Linked DNA regions of Ovis aries: region 1 is linked to region 2. A link is a contact called in public Hi-C data. All regions are on one chromosome and are shown on one strand. Each heading gives the region's core, a stretch centred on a gene start, on an enhancer-like site or on the middle of the called end of the contact. The rest is flanking DNA. Distances are from core to core; before and after follow the strand shown. Region 1 has its middle 97 kb from the start of IRF2BP2. Region 2 has its middle 41 kb from the start of TARBP1.

Region 1 (4,328 bases), core at 1,774-4,273, 190 kb after region 2:
GAGGCCAGCCAGCCCATTTGTGGAAGTGATTTTAACCCATGACACCCCAGGACTCCAAGCTGGCTCCAAGATTCAGCCCAAGAATACAAGCTCAGAGCTGAAAGACACCTTCAAAGGGCCTCACGAAATGCAAAGCAGCTCTTTTCACCTCTGAACCAATGGTTTATAGTGTGTGTTAGTCGCTCAGTTGTGTCTGACTCTTTGCGACCCCGTGGACTTTAGCTCACCAGGCTCCTCTGTCCATGGAATTCTCCAAGCAAGAATACTGAAAGTGGGTAGCCATTCCCTTCTTAAGGGGATCTTCCCAACCCTAGGATCGAACCCTGGTCTCTTGTATTGGGCAGATTCTTTATCATCTAAGCCACCAGGGAAGCCCGATTGCTTACTGAAATTCACACAAGCACATCTTCTCTGCCCTTCTTGGGGCTGCTCCCAGTTTCTCTGGGCACCGCAGAAACAAAAGGGGGCAAAGTCATGCAATGAATCTCTGCCAAGCTAAATATGCCTAATGGCGCAGCTTTGCATCTGAAGTCAATGGGTGAGAGTCTCATTTCCGAACTCCTGGATCCAAAGTGATGCAGCGTAGGGTAGAATCCTTTTCTGCTGAGGGTTGCCCACTTCTGTGAGGTTTCTGAAAAGTGAATGTCTCATCAGTTGTTTTAAATCTCCCAGCACTGGGAGAGTAGGGGTGCTTGGGGGAGATCTGGGAGCTGAAACCACACAAAATCCCAGTGCAAAGTTGCAAGTCAAAGCCAATCACACTGATCATGGTCTGCTTACACGTGACAGCCCAAACTGCAGTGTTCTAGAGTGAGAGAGAACGATTCCCCGGTCAGGAGGATGAGTGTGACATGCTGGACTGGGCAGGGGGCATATGTCAAGAGGGAAGATGGCTGAGTTGGAATTCAAGGGGAACAAGGAAAGGCAGTTGGAGAGGCCTGGTTCCCTAGAGGACAGCCCTCGATAAATCTACCCAGGGACTGAAGTTTCCCTGTCTGTAATGCCATTGGACCCCAGCTCAGCGCCCACCTCCTTGACAGTCAGCGAGAGAACCCTCACTTCATTTGGGAAGGAAAAGGATGACTTTCTGAAATCCTAGAGCCTCCTATCCCTGTAATGACAGTCACCCAGCTGGAGGACTGTTTTTCTTTACAGAAATGTGATTGGCCCAAATCTAGAGGGTCCATATTCCCCAGGCTTTCTTTGCTGAATCAAATGCAAAGGGCTGAAAAAGGCAAAAGCTACATGTTGGCCTTGAAACAAACAAAGAAGCAAACCCCAAGACATCCTAGTTGGATCTGAACTTGAATTCACCTAGTAGAAGGTGAATTGTTATTTTAGATAGTCCTTGAGACACCACCAACAATCCAGAAATGAATTTGCACTGAGATTCCTCTTAAAAGATTTCATTAAAAGTGAAAAAAAAAACAAACAAACAAAAAAACAAATGGAGAACACCCAAGGAAGCCCACAGACCTGCCGGAAGAGGACAGAGGAGTCCAGCCCCAGCTCCTCGTGCCAATAGATCTGATTCTGCCTATTTAATCATCAAAAGAGGGGGAACCCTCTCCTCTGCAAAAGCCAGCCTGCCCCACCCACAGGTGGGGGAGCCTCCCTGCAGACCTAGGATGCTGGCGAGTGTCTGGTGGTAGGAAGTTGTCTGCACCCTGCCCCTGCGTGGCCATAATGAGCCCGTTTCAATTGAAATGAGATCAATACTACTCATTTTTTTCTTGCTGGCTCCCGAGTGATTCATGAATCTGAAAACTAGTTCATGAATCAGAGTTGGGGGGGGCAGGGCGGGGGCGGGGGAACATTTGTGCAGTCAGCGAACCTCGATTCCTTTCATGAACCCAGACATTAGTTGCATAACGCTTGCCTGCCTGCTGGTTGAAACCAGCCTTTTCGGAAGCAGCTTTTGGCTTCTACTTGTTCACCTATTCTCTTTCTTGAAAGGGAAAGAATGACCCTAGGTGCTGCTTGTGTGTGTGTCTGTCTCTCTCGGGGGGGTATCTCCATACCCTTTGTCTGTGTAGCCCTGTGGGTGTGTGTGCCTGTGGGTGTGCGCATGCAATAGTCTTTGTGTGCACATCGTGTGTTTGTGCGTGTGTGTGTGTGTGAACCAGCAATGTATGACTAGCCGCGGGCCCTTTAAACCTGAATGGCAGCCAAGTTCATTTCTCAGCGGTGCTTCGTAAGGAAGCACGAGATGGGGCAGTTGGAAACCACAGCCCTGCGAGTGCTGATTACAGCCTGCGAAGGAAAATGAGATTTTTATCTCACAGGAATTCAGTTATAAAAATAAAATACAACGTCTGGCTTGATTCAGCGAAATGGACAAGCGCCGGGGCGTGTGTGCATTTCACAGAGATGCCGGACAAGAGGCATGACCTCAAACAGTGCGCTTCGAGCAAGTCAGAGGAGGTTGGGGGGGCGGCTACAGGAAGGAAGTGGGAGTGGAGGTGTGTGTGTGAGAGAGAGATGGAGGGAGAGAGGGGGGTGGGAGGGGAGAGAGAGAAAAACCACCCTGCTGGCAAATGAGTGCAGCAAGGATGATGTCATTGGAAACAGTTGGAGGAGAGGGAAGAAAAACAACTCAGAGCTGGGCTAATCCTGTTTGCTGCCCTGAAGGGAATGGAAGGCAGCCAAGGCAGGGAGTTCTGGGAAAGCATATAAGGGTGCCAAACAGGCTTTGCCGCCAACATTAGGAACTGACAGCTTTGTTCTTTGTGACTTGGCTGCCCGCCAGAGGCCTCATTTCAGCTCTGCAGCATGATTACCCTGGACGGCCGCCAGCCCTGCGCTGAGAGCTCCTTTTCTTCTCCCCGAGCTTTTTTTTTTTTTTTTTTTCCCCTCCTTCCCTTTGCCAAACATGCAGCAGTCACCATGGCAGTCGAAAGTAAAGTTTAAAAAAAAACACAACAAAGTAGGGAGGCACGCCTTCACCCAGATGTGCCAAGAAGCAGAGAGAAAAGGCAGTTAACCTAGTCGTCGGGCCTCTGACTGCAGGAGAGAACACGGAGGCTGACTGTCAAGCCCCGGGGAGGCGACTCCAGGATAAACAGAGAGGACCTGGCCTGGCTGTTGACAGAGAGGGGCTGGCTCCCAGGCCCTGTTTGCCTTCTCTTTCTCTCTCCCTTTTCCTGAGGCATTGTGGAGTGCGTCATGTGAAACGGAAAATGTCATGATTTCCACTGGGAATGTGTCCACGGTTCTGAGAAAGCTCCAGAAACCCCGGTCCACCAGGCACTGAGGGGAGCAGGAAGGCGGGGAGAGGGTGTGGACGGTCACAGTGGCCCCCTAGTCACCGAGGCGAACCCGGGGTGGGCAGGTGGGCAGGTGGCCAGTGGCCACGGCTGAGGGGCTCTGCTGGTGGCTGTGCTGGGCGCCGGGGTGTTGCAGGGGAGGGCACTGGGGGATTTGGTGCATTTGGGACCCCAGCCCCCAGAGTCCCAGAGGGAACCCAAAAGCCACGGCTGATCCTTTGCGCCACTTGGAGGAAACCCACGGTTTTGCTTTACAAGGGGACTCTGTGATGAGTCCAGTGCCGCTATTTTTAACCGGGGTCATTTCCCACCTGCTTGGAAAGTGGAACATCTCCTGGGAGGCGACACATCGTGACCATCGGCAAGTCTCCAGGCAGAGAGCTGCCAGGTTACATACGAGTGGGACTTGGTTGCCAGCCACCACCCCCCGCCCTGCCCAGAGCAGAATCTGACATCCCCACCCCCAGATGCTGGGAAGGGCCTCTTCTGGTTCTAGAAGTTTCTGCCACAAGGAGCAACTTGGCCGTTTCCTGGCTCCTTTATTTGGAAGAAGGCAAGGCCACAGCAGGGGCTGCTCTCACGGGCCTGCGGAGACCTCACTGTGAAACAGCTGATCGTTTCCTTCCGATGCCCGCCCCATCCCAACTCCAGACCCTCTGAAAGAGGCATTCACTTTCAGGAGCACGCGTGACCACCTCCTAGGTCCAGGGATGGAAGCAAAGGTGTCTAGGAGGATACAGCCCAAGGTTGGGTGGGGAGAAGCTCCAGGAGGGTCCCATCATCCTTACTCCTCGCCTCCTGCTTTTACCAAGGCTTGGCTGTCTTTCTCCGGCAGCCACATAAGGCTCCCTGGGAGGTTGGGAGCTTTGTCTTTTGGCGGGAAGTTCCCAAGGTAGGGTGACTCGGGCTTCCTTAGAGGGCACTTACCCTCACCCATCTTTGTGGGCAGAAGTCCCACACCTGGCTGCAACCCTGGCCCCCAGCCCCCACACACCCTGTCACCCCTGAGGAGGACACAGCCACGGGAGAGCTAGAGTGGGGGTTGGCGGGGGGGGGGGTGCT
Region 2 (4,728 bases), core at 2-2,501:
AAGCACAGTGCCTTGGTATACCATAAATGAATACATGGATGAGCTGCCAATTAAAATCAGCAGATTTACAAAATCAGCAGTCTATTTAAATAGTTGTTTTGTATGTCTCTAAAGAAAAACAAACTGTTTAAATGATATTTACTTCTAAGCCCTTTTCCAAGATAAAGCTTCAGCAAAATCCAATTTTTTTCACAGGTTGGGTGGTCCCTTTTCAGCCTTGCATCTAAGCTTTTGTCATCACTGCAGGAGAATTCACAGAGTCCAAAATTTTCAGTGACACAGCCAACCTCCACCCCCACCCCCGCCACGTTGGGGGGATGCCTGTTGTATATCTATGGACACTAGTAGGTAGGTACCTTTAGTCCCTGAGTCGTGTCCAACTCTTTCCGACCCCGTGGGCTGTATGCTGCCAGGCTCCTCTGTCCGTGAGATTTCCCAGGCAAGAATACTTGAAGTGGGTTGCCATTTCTTTCTCCAGGGGATCTTCCTGACCCAGGTATGGAACTTGGTCTTTTGCACTGCAGGCAGACTGTTTGCCAACTGAGCCACCAGGTAAGCCCCTTGTGTACACTAACAATGACTTGAGAACAATAGTTGCATATATATTAATAGAGGTAGGCCATTAAGTTTAAGTGGGTCTTTATCCGGCCTTAATTCTGGTTTCGGTTCATAGTATATCTGTGAAGTTTTTTTAGTTATTACTGTGATGTAAGCTTCCTGAAACCAAGAAGTGTATCAGTGTTGTTCAAAGCTATATACTCAGCAAACTCAACAGTCCCTGGATCATAGGCAATGCTCAAAAATACTTCCTGAGTGACTGAATTTGTATACGTGGCAGCCACTGGGATAGAAGGTGGCTATTGAAAAATTGAGAGCTACTTTGTTTCCAAAATAATTTCAGTGGACTAAAAGCCGAAAGAGCAGAAATACCACAGGCGTCAAAAGTTTTGTGGGTTTTTCTTGTAATGACTTTTATCCCCAAGGGGGTAAAAGAAACCCCTAAAATCTGTGTAGGGAACACAAAGCAAGAAAATTCCTCCTTAAAACATGTCTATAGTAAAAGCTTTCTCGGGGCCCCACAGGAAAGGTCCTTCAGAGGACCGTAGCAGCGCCCCCATCTTGGGAGTGGCCTGGACAAATCAGTACAACAGAGACCCAACAGGCAACACACAAAAGAAACTGTAAGAGCAGATGGAAGGGACTTCCGGGGTCCTCCAGGAGAAGGCAGCGTATCCATCCGCAGGTGGAACGCATGTGCGCGGTCGGTGTGCGGTTTGTGATTCGCCGGTATCCCTGCCGCTGCGGAAGTGAGCTCAACAGCAAAAAAAAACAAACAAACAAACAGAAACTTTGCTGTGGTTTCTGAAGACTGGGGTTTCCATAGGTGACTCGAGAGGTTTTGTAACTTCCACATGAAGCTATTTGCCAAATGACTCACTCCAGAGCCGGAGAAAGATTGATCCACCCCCGTCAGCCCCCTCTCTGTTGTCATGACCGCCAGAGAGACACTGGGGAAGGAAAATGGGGACATTCCAGTTTTTCCTGTGTTCCAGTCTCTCAGGTCCACTCCCTCTGCAGGGAAAGGAAAACTCTGGGTACCAGGTTCATTTAGCTGATCCTTGGTGAGGTGAGGCCAGCCCTCGCCTCTTCTGTCACTTCTCCAGGTACTAAGGACCCCAGGGAGCTCTGGCCAGCGTAGTGAAAGTGAAGTTGCTCAGTCGTGTCCGACTCTTTGCGACCCCATGGACTGTAGCCTACCTGGCTCCTCTGTCCATGGGATTTTCCAGGCAGTAGTACTGGAGTGGATTGCCATTTCCTTCTCCAGGGGATCTTCCCGACCCAGGGATCGAACCCAGGTCTCCTGCATCGTAGACAGACGCTTTACCGTCTGAGCCACCAGCTGGGTCCCCCTGCCCCTCGGTCAGGCACCCCGTGTGCACGTCTGTGTCCGTGAGTGTGTGCAGGAGGAATGTTCGAGGAAGTCCAGGCGTGACTCTCTAAACAGTTTCTCACTCTTCAATTGGTAGACCAATCCTTTAGGGACCATTCTCCTGCCTGAGAATGTTTGCATCTGGAATATAGTGATCGTGAAAAACACTAGGTCCTCTTCGCAGAGATGAGTCAAACCCTCTGTGCACCGCAGCCATGAGAATGCCACCATTCCTTTTTTTTTTTTTTTTTGCCTGTGCTGGGTCTTTGTTGCGGCATTCAGGCTTTTCTCTAGTTGCAGCGCCTGAGGTTCTCTTGTGGAGCATGGGCTCAGTGGTTGTGGCTCCGGGGCTGAGTTGCCACCTGGCATGAGGAGTCTTAGTTCCTCCCCCAGGGATGGAATCCACGTCCCCTGCACTGGAAGGTGGATTCGAACCATTGGACAATCAGGGAAGTCCCCCATTCTTTTGTGCTGCTTCTCTCTTTTCCCTGCAGTCATGCCCTGTGGTTGGACTGCTTGCTAGACCTCGGTGCCCCCAGCCAGGGCTGTAGGTCACTGAAAGCAGAATTTGGGGTTCCCCAGCTAGGATAGGCTGGCTCTACCCTCTATAAGGGATCGATGTTGATATGCAGCCCCATCAAGGTGTGGGTCATCTGTTGTTTTCACCAGTCGGTTTCCTTGTCTGCAGCTGCCCTTCCTTTTCACCAAGACCAGATGTTGCTGACTGATGCAGTCTCACTTGCTAACCGCAAAGGTTTGTCCTTCTAAATGGTCTCCTGGGACTTCCCTGGTGATCCAGTGGTTAAGATTTCACCTCCCATTGCAGTGGGGGCAGGTTCAATTCCTAGTCGGGGAGCTGAGATCCCACATGCCTCTTGGCCAAGAAAACAAAACATAAAAACAGAAACAACACTGCAACAAATTCAATAAAGACTTTACAAATGGTCCACATCGAAGAAGACCCTTTAAAAAACAATCAAGTAAATTCTTTTATGAATTCTGTCTGGTGAAGTTCTCTATGTGCTAACAGCAACAGGAGTTGAGGTATATCCATCACTTTCATGCCAGGCACTTAGCCAAACCCACTGCAAGCTTCCTCTTATTTAAGCCCTAGGGTATTTCTTAAACTAACTGGCATGATGTCCATTTTCCAGATGAGGAAACTGAGGCTTCCAGAAAATAAAATCCTGCTTGAAATCACACAGCGCTCAAGGGGCAGAGGCTAGGTGGATACCCAGGAGGTTGGACCCCAAAACCCTTGCTCTGAATCGTAGCCACCAGGCTTGGCCAGCTTCACAGCATCTCAGCCCATGGGGGATGTATGGAGTTTGGCAAAAAGGGAAGAAAAGGATGAGAAAACTGATTTTGGATGTACAAGCTCTGGGTGAGGGTTAACACATCCTTTTTCCACTGCATTATACACAGTTATGCTATTTTCCTGCTTGGCTCCCAAGGGAAAGAGAGAGAGAGTCTAGTTCAAGGCTGTCCCAGCACCACCCAGGTTGTCTGTCTCTGGCCCTGTGATGACTGCTGGGCTCCTTTGCTGCCTCTCCAGTCCTGCCAGGGGACAAGTGCAGTCTGGAGACCATGGGCTCTTGCTGGTCCAAGTGGCATGTAAACCAGAGAGCTCCTCTGTGGGCACCCAGTTGAAAGGTCAGGGCGAGGTCAGGATGAAGGGTCAGGGCAAGGCCAGGAAGAAAGGTCAGGGCGAGGTCAGGCACGCCTGGGCATGCCCGGGCATGTCCGGACATGTCCCAGTAGAGGGCGCTGCAGACAAGCCCCGGAGACGGACCGGCAACCAAGCCGACCAATCAGGAGCCGACACGAAGCCCTCGCTGTCCAATCAGGAGCTGATATGGAGCCCTTGGACACCAATCACCGCTGAGCCCGCGTTTTCCTCCTTATATGGGAGCCCCGGCCAGGATTATAAAACCCTTTCCCCACCCCTCACACCTCGCAGACTCCACAGACTCCTTTTCCCCTGCAGACTCCTTTACCCCGCTGACTCCCTTTGCTTCGCAGACCACAATCCCCCCCCCCCCCACCCCTGCTCCCTTGCTTACCCGCCCCTGGGAGTTCTGCCGGAGAGCGACCGCCCAATAAAAAGGCCCTGAACAACGGTCCATAGGGGTGGTTCCTTCTTCCCGAGGCGTTTCTTACACCAGTGAAGCAAGGAGAAGAGGGATGTGGGTTCAGTTGACCCCCGCCCCAACCTCACCTGGAGTTGAACTTCATCCTTACTGCTCACATCCACACTGCCCGTAGCCTCAATGGTCCTTGAGCTTCACATTCTACTGGACAGGGCACTGCACTTGGCAAAGAGGACCATGGTCTGACCCCAGAGGAGAGCAGGCCGAAATGCTGAGAAAGACACAGACCTGGGCAGCAAGACCAGTTCTTAGCCCTGACACCAACTTGGCCATACCAGCAAAGCCATTCAACTTCTCTGGATTTCTTATTTCTCATTCTCAAAATGAATGAGGAGCTTGGGTTTCACTCAGTCTCTAAAAATTCCTTTCAATGCTAAGACCCAGTGATTCTAAATGTCTCCCCTCCTGGGCAGCCCCATTTCCATTCTCCTCCTGTGAACCAGGGGACCTTCTTCAGTGGGGATGATGGCCGAGTTCCCAGGAGGCTGTGCACCAAGGGCACAGCGATTACAGAACAGAAGGGGGATTGTTCCATCTGCTGGCAGGAGGAAGTGGCATCCTCCACAGCCCTGCTCAGAGGCAGATTTCAGAGCCACAGAATTCTTAGGGCTCTCAGTGCATTTCCAGAGGATGAGACCTACGACCTCC

The links. Hi-C and Micro-C count contacts between places; a contact is called where the count stands out from the background.
Region 1: a Hi-C map of liver shows a contact between it and region 2, with 5 times the contacts expected there. The contact joins two enhancer-like sites. A contact is called at or near these places in 4 of 16 Hi-C or Micro-C datasets (hypothalamus, liver, mixed tissues and 1 more).

What each region holds. Positions count from the first base shown.
Region 1 is chr25:6,881,303-6,885,630 of ARS-UI_Ramb_v3.0, forward strand. No RefSeq gene overlaps it. Among named protein-coding and RNA genes, the nearest start is that of IRF2BP2, 97 kb to the left of the region's middle. Within about 2 kb of position 3,024, at least 48 of the 54 cell types and tissues checked have an H3K27ac peak or open chromatin away from gene starts, as enhancers often do. A contact at or near this core is called in liver, where this site is marked.
Region 2 is chr25:6,691,225-6,695,952 of ARS-UI_Ramb_v3.0, forward strand. No RefSeq gene overlaps it. Among named protein-coding and RNA genes, the nearest start is that of TARBP1, 41 kb to the left of the region's middle. Within about 2 kb of position 1,252, at least 4 of the 54 cell types and tissues checked have an H3K27ac peak or open chromatin away from gene starts, as enhancers often do. A contact at or near this core is called in liver, where this site is marked.